3 separate regions of the Zea mays genome follow, and regions 1 and 3 are each linked to region 2. Evidence: chromatin contacts called from public Hi-C data. All regions are on one chromosome and are shown on one strand. The core of a region is the stretch at or near the end of the contact, and the rest is flanking DNA. Distances in the headings are between cores, read along the strand shown.

Region 1 (3,806 bases), core at 777-3,276, 300 kb after region 2:
GTGCTGTCAAGAGTTTAATTTGTGCCGCCAAACATGAAGAAGCATCTAGTGCCTAGCCTAGCAGGTTAACTTTAACTTAACCCTGCAGTTATTTTCAGTATCTTTTAAATGCAAGCCGAGAGACAGAACAACTGCACGAGTGGAACCGGAACATGAGCCTGGGACGGCGAACTGCTATGTCCGGGTGTCGTCGTTGCTACACGCTACACAGACAGTCTCCTCTACTTTGTTCCAGGGTTTCTCTAGCTTTTGTGAAAGTCGTGGACCATGCGTGTTCAGTGCTCTTGATCCTTGAACCGTATTCTCTCTGTCACCTTTGCCACCGCTAATCATGCATAGCCCAAGCCCCAAGCCTGCCACACACGTCCCGTGGCTCCATGATCTGAACGATCCAAGCCGATGCCCGAATGCTATGGCCCCAATCCGAGATTGGACAACGACGTGACATGATAAGAAAAAACATATGTGGTTCTTCCTCTTTCTCCGAGTTTCCCTTTTCACAGCCTATTTAGAACCGTAGCATTAGCTATAACTGTTTGTTACAAATTACAATGACAATGATTGGGAAAAGCCTAGCAATTCCAAGAGACTCTTTATATTTTTTTTCTAATTATTAAAAATAGGGTTCTTTTCAAAAAAAAAACTCTTCAACAACTTATTTAAATAATTATCAAAATATAGATATCTTAGAGTATCTCCTAGAGTATTTCTAAATTTCACTCTCTAAAGTATCATTTAGAGAATCATTTGCATAAAAAATATTTTCTATATCCTTTCAATCTCCAACGGCCTTTCAATGGTTGTAGTTGTTTTGGATTATAATATGTACAGATTATATAATATAGTGTAAATAATCTAGTAGGTAACAAACACCTAGATATAGGTCCAGATTATACAATCTAAAACTCATATTGTGATAATCTTATAATCTCCTTAAGAGTAGCTTATTTGAAATCATTTTTGACAAAAGACCCTGTACTCATGGTTATGTTCATAAAATTACAACCTCTGTCATTTTTTCTTCTTTCCCTAAATCACACGCACGCGGGGTATTATTGTCTTTGTGTCTCAAAAATCAATAATCTTCATTTATATAATTTGGTCATTCAAACAGCTACACATAGATTATATTTTTTGCAGATTATAACCAAGAATATATAATCTAGATTATATAATATATAAGCTAAAACAAATATGCCATATATCTTGTTTGCACGAGCCATTTATGTTTTCTATATTTGGCTAGCGAGAAACCCGGAATAGAATTTGACTATATTTAGATAACATGTTGGAGGGTATTTTTAAAATAAAAAATATTTATATAGATTAGAAGAATATGCTCTTATATTCTGGGGTTCTCGCTAGCCAAAGATAGAAAACGCGAATAACTCTTTAGTGTGTAAATAAGATAGAAAAGTTGTTGGATATAGGAAGTGATTACTTAGAGAGTAAACTTTAGAAAGACTCTTGGAGATGCTCTAAAACTGTATGTGGAGCTATAACGGTTTAGTTCATAACCGTCGAATAACGAAAAAAATTCCGCCCCCGTGATTGAGTCTAAAAATGAGACGGTTCTTAGACAGAGTGTGTAAAATAAGAGACGTGGAACTATAGATGATATTATTACTGTTCGGTTAGAGAAGTTTAAAATATAGAATAAGATAGAGAATGAAACATGAATCTGTGGAGATTAGGGCCAAAATCCATCCTTGCTATCCTCCAAAGAGGTGAAGTTGACCGGATAACACCTGAGCCTGAATAGTATTGAATACAAACCATCGTGCCTTTTGTACGTACGTATGTTTGTTTGTATCTGTCGATAATCCGTCCGCGCCCAGCGACCTGAACATCGAAACCCGAGACGAGACCTTTTTTTTTCCTTCACGGGACAAGAAAGACTCAATGAATCTGTTGCCATGACAGCGATAACAAGCGTAATAAACGGGAGGGAGGGAGGGAAAATAGAAATAGAACAAAATTGCTGGGTAAAAGAAAATAGAAGCGCGGCACGAGGACAAGGGGCAACATGGACATTGCGCCCGATGCCACAACCACAAGCCCACAGAGACGGACATTGCGGCGCGCGCCTATATCTTCGCTTTGCCCATGCCGTGCACGCCCCTCCTCAGCGCTGCCACTGCCACCGCGCCGTCTCCCGTCCCCCGTCCGCGCGCGCGCGCGCACGCACGCCGGCCAGGCCCAGGCCCAGGCCCTCATGGAGGTCGGTCCGACGCAGCAGCGCCTCGGCGACAGCTTCTCCCGCGGGTGGCTGGCGAAGCGCGGCGCGCGGGCGCCGTCACTCGAGCACCTCGTCGCCGACGCCGACCTCGGCCATTCCTTCGGCAGCTCCAGGTCGTCGTTCATCGACATGGACCCCGCCGCGCTCTTCTCCATGCGGTGGACGGCCACGGCCGCGCCGCCGCCGGAGAGCGACTTCGAGTTCGGGCTTATTATTCCCGGTGGCGTGGGCGGGGGCAGTGACCCCCCGTCCCCGGCGCTGGTCAGCGCGAGCCGCCGGGTCATCCGCGACGGCCGCCTCGTCCCCGGCGACCCGCTGTTCTGCTCGGCCCGCAGCGCGCCGGCCTCCCCGTCCCCGAGCCCGTGCTGCGGCGGGAGGGCCGCCGCCGCCGGGAGGCGCTCGTCGTGGTGGAAGATGCCGCTGCAGTACCTCCGGTTCCTCCTGCCGCTGTACCGCAAGGTGAGGGCCCTGCGGCGTCTCCCGGCGCCGAGGCGGCGGCCCCGCGTGGCGCCGGCCAGCCCGGCGCGCGCGTCCGCGTCCAGCCTCGACTGGTGCCACGGCAATGCCGACACCGCCGTCCGCGACGCCATCCTCTACTGCAAAAAGTGCAGCGTACGTCCATGGCCCCTCCACCGATGATCAGTCCGCTCCATCCTCTCCCAAGACTCCAAACTGACACTGCCGTTCCCGCACACTTTTTCAGGCCGCCGGACAACAAGACGCATAGCACACGACCTTGTCACGTGAAGTCCTCCGAGCCGTCCGTCGCCCTGTGCCGTCTCGTCACCGAGCTCTTTGTCTGCTCATCGTCTGTCCGACGTGATGGCGGTCATGGCATCGCCCTGTGCCATCTCTATACCACACCTCGCACAAAGATTACAGCGTCCGTGTATTTGAACTGCCGCGTGAATGGCTCGTGATGTACAGTTTAAAATCCAAAGTTTAAACATTAATCCGTAGAAACGAAACGGAGTCGGCCTTTTCTGCCTCACGTACCGGTGGTGGTGGCCTGGTGGGGGTGCCGGGGAGGGAAGGAATAGTAAACAGATTGCGGCAGCGACTGAAAGCGTCATTATTCCAGAAGAAATCCTCGGCTCTTTATACTGCTGACCTAGCACTCGTTTAGCACGTTGTGCTTGGCGCTCTCCGACCGTAAATTGAATTCGTTTGGTCGGCTCAACAAAAAATTCGCGTTGAACCAGGGCCATGCTTGAGATTTCAGTGACCCCGGACGAAAGTTTATATATAGACCATTTTGTCCCATATATATATATATATATATATATATATATATATATATATATATATATATATATATATATATATATATATAATAGTTATGTATATATATATATATATATATGTAATTATAAACACACATTTCGACCTATTGGGCGGCCGGCCGGCTCGACACCCCTCAGGCCTGCGTTGAACAGAGCCACACCACGCACGGGATCTGTCCGGACGAGGTTGAGAAGCAGGTGCAGGTTTAGACAGTAAACTAGCGTCCAAAGTGTGTCTCCATCTCCCATATATAATCAGAAGAAGGACGAGCCGTACTCGTTTA
Region 2 (3,528 bases), core at 461-2,960:
CTCCATGATGGATGGCCGATGGCGTGAACGACTCATGCATGCATACATGAATGAGAAAATGTGGGGGGTGGCCGCAGGACTGATTATGGCCACTGTACGACCGACTGTAGGGGATGAAAGCCTCGTTGGGTTTGTTCAGGTGGCCGTTCAGCTGTCAATTCTCCTCGCTCCATATTCTTCCATAGAAACAACCAGGAAACCGAGTGGAGGAGAGGGAGGGAGGATGGAAGGAGAGAGAGCCGTTGCTGGGGCGTCAGGTGAAATCGAGTGGCCTCCGGTTGCCGGGGACCATGCCATTGCCACCGGCCCACCAGCACCAGCTAGAAGCTAGCTCGGTGCAGGCAGGCGCTGAGCCAGCGGGAGAGAGAGATGCTATCCAACATTCCAATCCATCCATATCCAATACCGATCCTATTCCTCTCCCCGCTCGCTCGCGCGCCGCCTGGCCTGCTGCTGCGCTCTGTAGTCTGTACGCTGCTGCCCCGCGGCGCGCGTCGTCCGCCGATCGAGGTGACCGCAAGTACACGTACTACGACAGATTCCTGACCCCACCCCAACCGACGACTCGACGTCTCCGACCCATCTATCTGGCCGGCCGGGTCGGGGTCGCCGGCCGTCGTGGCTCTCGCATGATTGGTTCTCTGACGATGGACCCGATATATATCGACGTTGCCTGCCGGGCCCTTGTTGTTAGCTTGTGTCGCAGCAGATTCGACGAGAGGGGCGGAGCTTTGTGTTATGTGGTGTCGCTCCGAGAGGCTTCGGCCAATAGTAAAAGTACAGCGCATTTCAGGACGAATTATACGGTATGTTTTTTTAAAAAAAATCAGATACATAATGAAACGAACGAATACAATATTTTACGCGTGCGTGGGCACGCGTAAGGACCGGAAAATGTAGGAGACAAGCAAGCAAAAAAGAGTGCTATATTATACTAAAAGTTTTGATATATATATACATACATATAGGCATACAGCCGGCGGCAGCGTGTACGTCATTGTCCGTCTGTTACGATATGATCAGACAAAGCAGCTACAGCCGGGACGGCCCGGGCCCGCCACGGCGACTACACGCACACGGCGGCCCAACTAATACCAATATATATAATACTACGCCTAAATAATCCGATGCGATTAACGCCCACTGATGATGCATCCTTCTAAGTTCTAATGCTTCCTTAAGTACGTAGCTTGCCTGCCAGCATCCAGCCACAGCTGAAGCCTGAAGGGCAGTCGATGTAAAAGGCAAGAATAATGCAGGTCCACCGAGACGACGGCGGCGGCGCGGTGACGACGATGCAACAGCAGCAGACGCCCGTTCCCGGCGCCAACCGCAAGGTTGGTAGAGGCAACCGAAGGCGCCCCCCTCCTCCTGCTTTTTTTTTTAAAAAAAAAAACCCGCCACCACCCAAAGTATTTCTTGAAACCAACTCCTAATTATTCCATCGAATTACCAAATGTATGTGCAACTAACCTCCTACAGTATATCCTAAAGTTTGTACCGCACTTCTACACCATACTCCCCGCCTACTCATAGTAGGAAACGCATTGGTGCAACTCTTGGTAGCTAGCTGTAGGTACTAGGCACCTTGCTCTTGCTTTAGTTGTTCCTCTTCCTCTTTGGGCATGCTTGGATTCCAAAGCTTCACCACCCTCCCTCACCTCCACTTCCTCTCTCTCTCTCTCTCTCTCTCTCTCTCTCTCTCTCTCTCTCTCTCTCTCTCATTCATCTCGCCTTTCTTTCTTACCGGCCGGCCGGCCGGCGGCTGGGCTCTGCAATTCACCCAACTTTTCTCTGTTTTCACTACGATCTCAGGGCTCCGGCGACCGTGCGGCCTCATCATCAGCTACAACCTACCAGCTGCTACCGTCTCGGTCGCCGCCTAGCTCTCCGCAGCGGCTAGCTCATCCGGCCGGCCGCCCCTTTTCTCTTGCCGTTGCGCAGTTGCGCCCCCTTCCCCGCGGCTTAGGAACCATCGAAAAGACGCCTCACCATCTCCTTTGTGTCCTTGCTAACTAACTCCCCCATTAAATCCTCTCCTTCCTCCCGCGCTGGCCGTGTGGTCTCTCAGCCCTCCGAGTTGATCCATAAGCTAGCGCCATCATCGATCGCCATATATACATAGCCAAGGACGCACGCGCGCGCGCGCGCAAACCAGCGGGAGCGAACACCAACCGGCCGGACCAATTAAGAAGCAGGCTAGCAAGTCGAAGAGGAAAGAAGAGAAGGGGGGTACCGGGGGTACCGGCCGGTCATCGATCGAGCTTGGCGAAGCAGCGACCGCCGGGTCGTCGTCGTCGGTACATGCATGCAGCGCGGCGGTGATCAAGCAGGAGCGAGCCTGGGCATGGAGATGGGGGTGGGGTACGCCGGCGGCGGCGGCGGCGGCGAGTGCTCGTCGTCCTCGGCGGCTGCCGCGGCCGCGGCCGCGGCGGAGGGGGAGGAGCGGCAGCTGCTCAAGGGGGAGATCGCGGTGCACCCGCTGTGCGAGCAGCTAGTGGCGGCGCACGTGGGGTGCCTGCGCGTGGCCACGCCCATCGACCACCTCCCCCTCATCGACGCCCAGCTCGCGCAGTCCAGCGGCCTCCTCCACTCCTACGCCGCCCACCACCGCCCCTTCCTCTCCCCGCACGACAAGCACGACCTCGACTCGTTCCTCGTACGACCTCCTGCTACCACGATTGCTAGCTATGCCGCCACGCGCCACACATATGCATGCATGAGCCGCTGACCGGTTTCTTCTTCTTCATCTGCATGCATGCATGGCGGTGGTGCAGGCGCAGTACCTGATGCTGCTGTGCTCGTTCCGGGAGCAGCTGCAGCAGCACGTCCGGGTGCACGCCGTGGAGGCCGTCATGGCGTGCCGCGAGATCGAGCAGTCCCTGCAGGACCTAACCGGTAAGACCCTGCGTCCATGTTTCATGCCGTTAATTATTTGTTACTTCCATTAATTGTGGTTCCATTTGCGCAAGCTTTTGGGTGTTGTTTTTTTCTTCCCCAATATTTGCCTGTCCGATCCATCCGCCGTGCCTTTTCTCGTTGCAGCCGGTGGTACCGCACCCTCACTATTTCTTTAATTTGATGGTTGATGCATGCCTGTAACAATATAAGCACACAAAGGTAATATTAGTTGTAGCGTCGTCTTCCATGGTCATTACGCATCTCTGATCTGCTCGGGTGTGTGCGTGTGTGTTGTGTTGGTTGCGTCTTGAGGCTTTTCCTCAACCCTTGCCATCTCTACGTGACTATGTTAGGAAAAACAAACTCGAAGAACACATGGAAAAGGAAACGTAACTTATATATATATATATATATATATATATATACACACACACACACACACGATTCTCTTTGCGCATAAATGCGCAAATTTAATATAGACCCTTGGTTCAACAACCAACAACTGATATGTTTTACCTAAAAAAAAAATCCATGCTCTCATCTCTCGCGGCCAGGTGTAAATTTGCACCCAAAATAAAAAACGTGTGCTCAGTCGTTGATTGTTAACCAAAGGGTCTAGATTGAATC
Region 3 (3,642 bases), core at 691-3,190, 400 kb before region 2:
GTAGCAGCAACTTCGAGCAAGCAGCATGTTTAGTTTAACACTGAAGGCTATATCTGTTGGCTTAACCGTATCAAATCTGTTGACCAGCAGGTTTGATCCTGCCATAGAATCAGCTGAATCGAAGCCCAAGGCAAGTGGAGAATCCCTACCGCTGAGCAGTGCAGTGCACTCTCCCAGCTCCTAATGCCATCCTCACCTCCAGAAGAAGGTTTTCGAGGGAACTGGAGCTATGCTGAGCCATGGAGGGCGACACGACGACACGAGCATGTGCCGCCGCTGCTACGGACACCCACCGGCCGTTAGGTTAGGCCCGTGCGCGCGGTAACGTACGAACCGAGCCAAGCAAAACCGAGGTGCACCTAAAGCAAAAGGACGGCTCGCCTCGAGTCACCTTCTCTCCTCTCTGCCACCGTGTAGAGATGGCCAAACGGGCCGGCCCGGCCCGGCCCGGCCCGGGCCCGGTGAAGCCCGGCCAAAACCGGGCCGGGCCTGCTGAGCCATCGGGCTTAAGTTTCTGTCCAAGCCCGGCCCGTAGCGGGCCTAAACGGGCCGGGCCGGCCCGTTTAGCACGAAAAAACGGACCAAAAAGCGGGCTAAACAGGCCGAAAAGCACGTTTTAGTGTAAAAAAACGGGCTTAACGGGCTTAGAGGTAAACGGGCCGTGCCGGGCTAGCCCGCCGTGCCTAGTTTCCTGTCCAAGCCCGCCCACTTATTTTACCGTGCCGGGCTCGGACCGGGCCCAAAAAGCGGGCTTCGTGCCGGGCTCACGGGCCTCGTGCTTTTTGGCCATCTATACCACCGTGTGCCGGCCGTGCGTGCTTGCTTCCGAGGCAGTACGTGCAGTGCAGTGCAGGACATGGCATTGTTGGGTGGAGTTGCCAAAGGCTGGACAGCCTTCCATTCCAAAGCTGCTTTCATGGCAACCATCCATCCCCCACATCCTTTTATATTTGATGAAAAAGAAAGGAAGCGTCCAGAAAGGCGCGGCTGGGCCATGCCTCTTCACTCACGTACGTACTCACTGCGCGTGATCCTAGACCGATTTCGCTCTACCTTGGGATGGGAATAGTTTTGTTACGTTGTTACCTAGCGCTGACCAAAGAGAACCGGAGAAGCTGCTAGCTAGTGGAAGAGCAGCTAGCTAGTGAGGGGACGAGCAGTGCGTACCAGCGCGAGGGCGTCGCGGGCGGCGAAGGCGAGGACGTCGGCGCAGGAGACGACGCCGAAGCAGGCCTGCTCCAGCCGCGTCTTGGCGCTGTCGATGACCTCGAACCCGCGCAGGCTGGCGTTGGGCGCCGCGTCCTTCTCCGCCTGGTTGCCCGCCGACGAGTCCAGCAGCACCGACGCGTCGCACCCCTGCAATACCAATAATACGCGTAATAATGAACAGAGAGGAAGGAGGATCCACATGCAGCTACGCGCGCAATCGAGGCACCCGGCCGGCCCGTCCCCACAGTACGTGACACCACCACCGCCACCACCAACCACTTTGCATTGGATCACTCGAGGAGGGCGGCTAGCTAGCTTGCTTAATAATTAGCCGCTTGGCGCACTGACCCTGACGAAGCAGTCGTGGAAGTGGAGGCGCAGGAGGCCCGCGGCGACGCCGGGGTTGCCGGACGCCGCCTTGCTCACCTCCTCCTGCACGATGATCTCCGCCGCCGGGCACAGCGTGTCGTAGAACCCCACCTGCAGCTGCTGCGCCCGCGACACCACCGTCGCGACCGCCACCACCGCCGCCCACACGAGGGCCGTCGCCGCTCCTCGTCCCACCATCCTCCTCTCCGGCCTGGGGAGCTAGCTAGCGCTACACTCCGTCCGGCGGCTTCGAAAAGGCCACCTTTTCTTTCGCTCCTCACCTCGATCGCGCGCGTGTCGTCGATCGATCGGTGCCGCTGGTTTTTCTTCCTTCTTGCTCCGGTGACAGCTAGCTGCGCGGTGTGTGTGGTGGAGTGGAGCTAGTGGGACTCCGGTCGGTCCAGGCGGTTTTATATATAGGGCAACTGGCATAGTGGGGGTGCATGCACATCCCATGTGGGAGGGGGCCATCGATACTGCTTAGTAGTGTGGAGCCGAGGAGAGAGAGGGAGAGACGGGTGCGGGCCCTTGTGGTGTATGATTGATTGAGATTTGCGAGAGGGATGAAAGAAAAGAAAAGCAGACGCTCAACAAGGAAGAATTAAAACGATGCACGCATGGGATCTGTACAAATGGTCGTTCATGCCTTTTTGGGTTTTGATCTGCTGCACTGACGCATGATGGAAAAGCGTCCATCTTGTCGCCTGGCGACTTGCATTGGCGAGCTATCCTTCTGTTTTCAGAGTTACTATCCGGCATGGAACTTTCTTCCCAATTCCCATGCATGCAAGCTACGAATGCGTACAACAGTGGGTCATAAATTTAGGATTCATTATCATGAATCCTAACGTACATTTATGATTAACTTTGTCCGCCTCTATCTGTTTTATTTATTTCGTATGATTAACGCTCATAACTTTATAATAAAATACGTACAGATGTCGGCCCCGGTTGCTTGACAAAGTAAGGTAATCAATGTCAGTGCAGTGCTTATGAGGCATCATCATCATGTTCTTGAGAGTTTTCGTCGTCCACGACGAGCGTCAGCAGGCGGCCGGGAAACGCGCGATAGATCACGCCAGCTACCCCCAAATCCGCGGGCACCCGAACATGCATTTGTTTGCTTCGTGGACGGATTAGACTCCTAGCCGCGCGCCTACGTTACATTACATTATAATACTTACACGTACTGCATATGGATCATTGAGAAAGCCTTTCTTCAGACGCATGATTATGCCATTCTTTTTTTTTCCCCTCTGCGCCATATATATGCTTGGTATGAGTGCTAGCTAGTAGTAGTCCGTAACAAAGACAAGTTTACGAGTGCTCGTGCGTACACGTGTGGTTAGTTAGTTAGGAGCAGGCAGCTGACGAGGCCACAATAGATTCTGGCATCAGAAGTGGGGTTAAAAAAAAAAAAAGAAGCCTCACATCCGAGTGCCTTCCACGTTAAAAAAAAAAAGGAGGCAGAGAGCTTTTCTACAGCCGCGCCAGGCGCCATTCTTCAAGCTTTACCCAAAAGGAAGCATGGATGGATGCATCCACCAGTGCAGAGCCCGCCGTCTGGTCCACGCAGTTTGTTGGCTGGTAAAGCCGGGTCACGTACTGAAGAAAGAAAGATAGCTAGACTCTGTCTCTCTGAACCGAATGCATGGAATGCTGAAGATCTCTGAGATCTGAACCAGCCACTGCCGGTGTGGAAGCGGAGCTGGGAGCTGGAGACTGGAGTGGAACCTTCTTTTTTCACTGTTGTTTGTTGTTACAGCACCTTTTTTTATTATTGTTACAGACTGACACTTAGGTACAGCGCTGTGGTAACTGTTACTGTAACGTCATCCCAGCTCAGCCTCGGCTTCTGCTACAGCAAATAACGGCGTTGGCGCGTTGCCAAGTGCTAAGCTAGCAGCTATGTACTGCCAGTTTCATTCAGGTCCATGCCTCCGCGGCTCCGCCTGCCTGTCTTCGTACTCCTTCCTGCTACTCCAGTCCGGCTCCGGCGCGGTGCTGCACATGGAGGCAGGTCCATCAGGTCCGTGCCGTCGCCATCAGTGGCCAATCAGTCAG

What was found. A called contact is a pair of places that touch in the nucleus more often than the background predicts.
Region 1: a contact with region 2 is called in a Hi-C map of leaf, with 6 times the contacts expected there. The contact joins the promoter of LOC103631208 here to the promoter of LOC100284049 in region 2. A contact is called at or near these places in 5 of 25 Hi-C or Micro-C datasets (endosperm, leaf, root tip and 1 more).
Region 3: a contact with region 2 is called in a Hi-C map of ear, with 2.1 times the contacts expected there. The contact joins the promoter of LOC100191905 here to the promoter of LOC100284049 in region 2. A contact is called at or near these places in 2 of 25 Hi-C or Micro-C datasets (ear and tassel).

Annotation. Positions count from the first base shown.
Region 1 is chr1:5,374,150-5,377,955 of Zm-B73-REFERENCE-NAM-5.0, forward strand. LOC103631208 reads left to right here and starts at 2,027. Exons shown (of 2, transcript XM_008652169.4): 1 at 2,027-2,851; 2 at 2,943-3,487. The coding sequence starts at 2,027. The coding sequence ends at 2,966.
Region 2 is chr1:5,074,789-5,078,316 of Zm-B73-REFERENCE-NAM-5.0, forward strand. LOC100284049 (homeobox protein HD1) reads left to right here and starts at 1,711. Exons shown (of 6, transcript NM_001156947.2): 1 at 1,711-2,659; 2 at 2,778-2,898. The coding sequence starts at 2,309.
Region 3 is chr1:4,673,607-4,677,248 of Zm-B73-REFERENCE-NAM-5.0, forward strand. LOC100191905 (Peroxidase 64) reads right to left here and starts at 1,941. Exons shown (of 2, transcript NM_001137329.1): 1 at 1,168-1,941. The coding sequence starts at 1,410. It also overlaps a transcript of LOC100381417 not described here.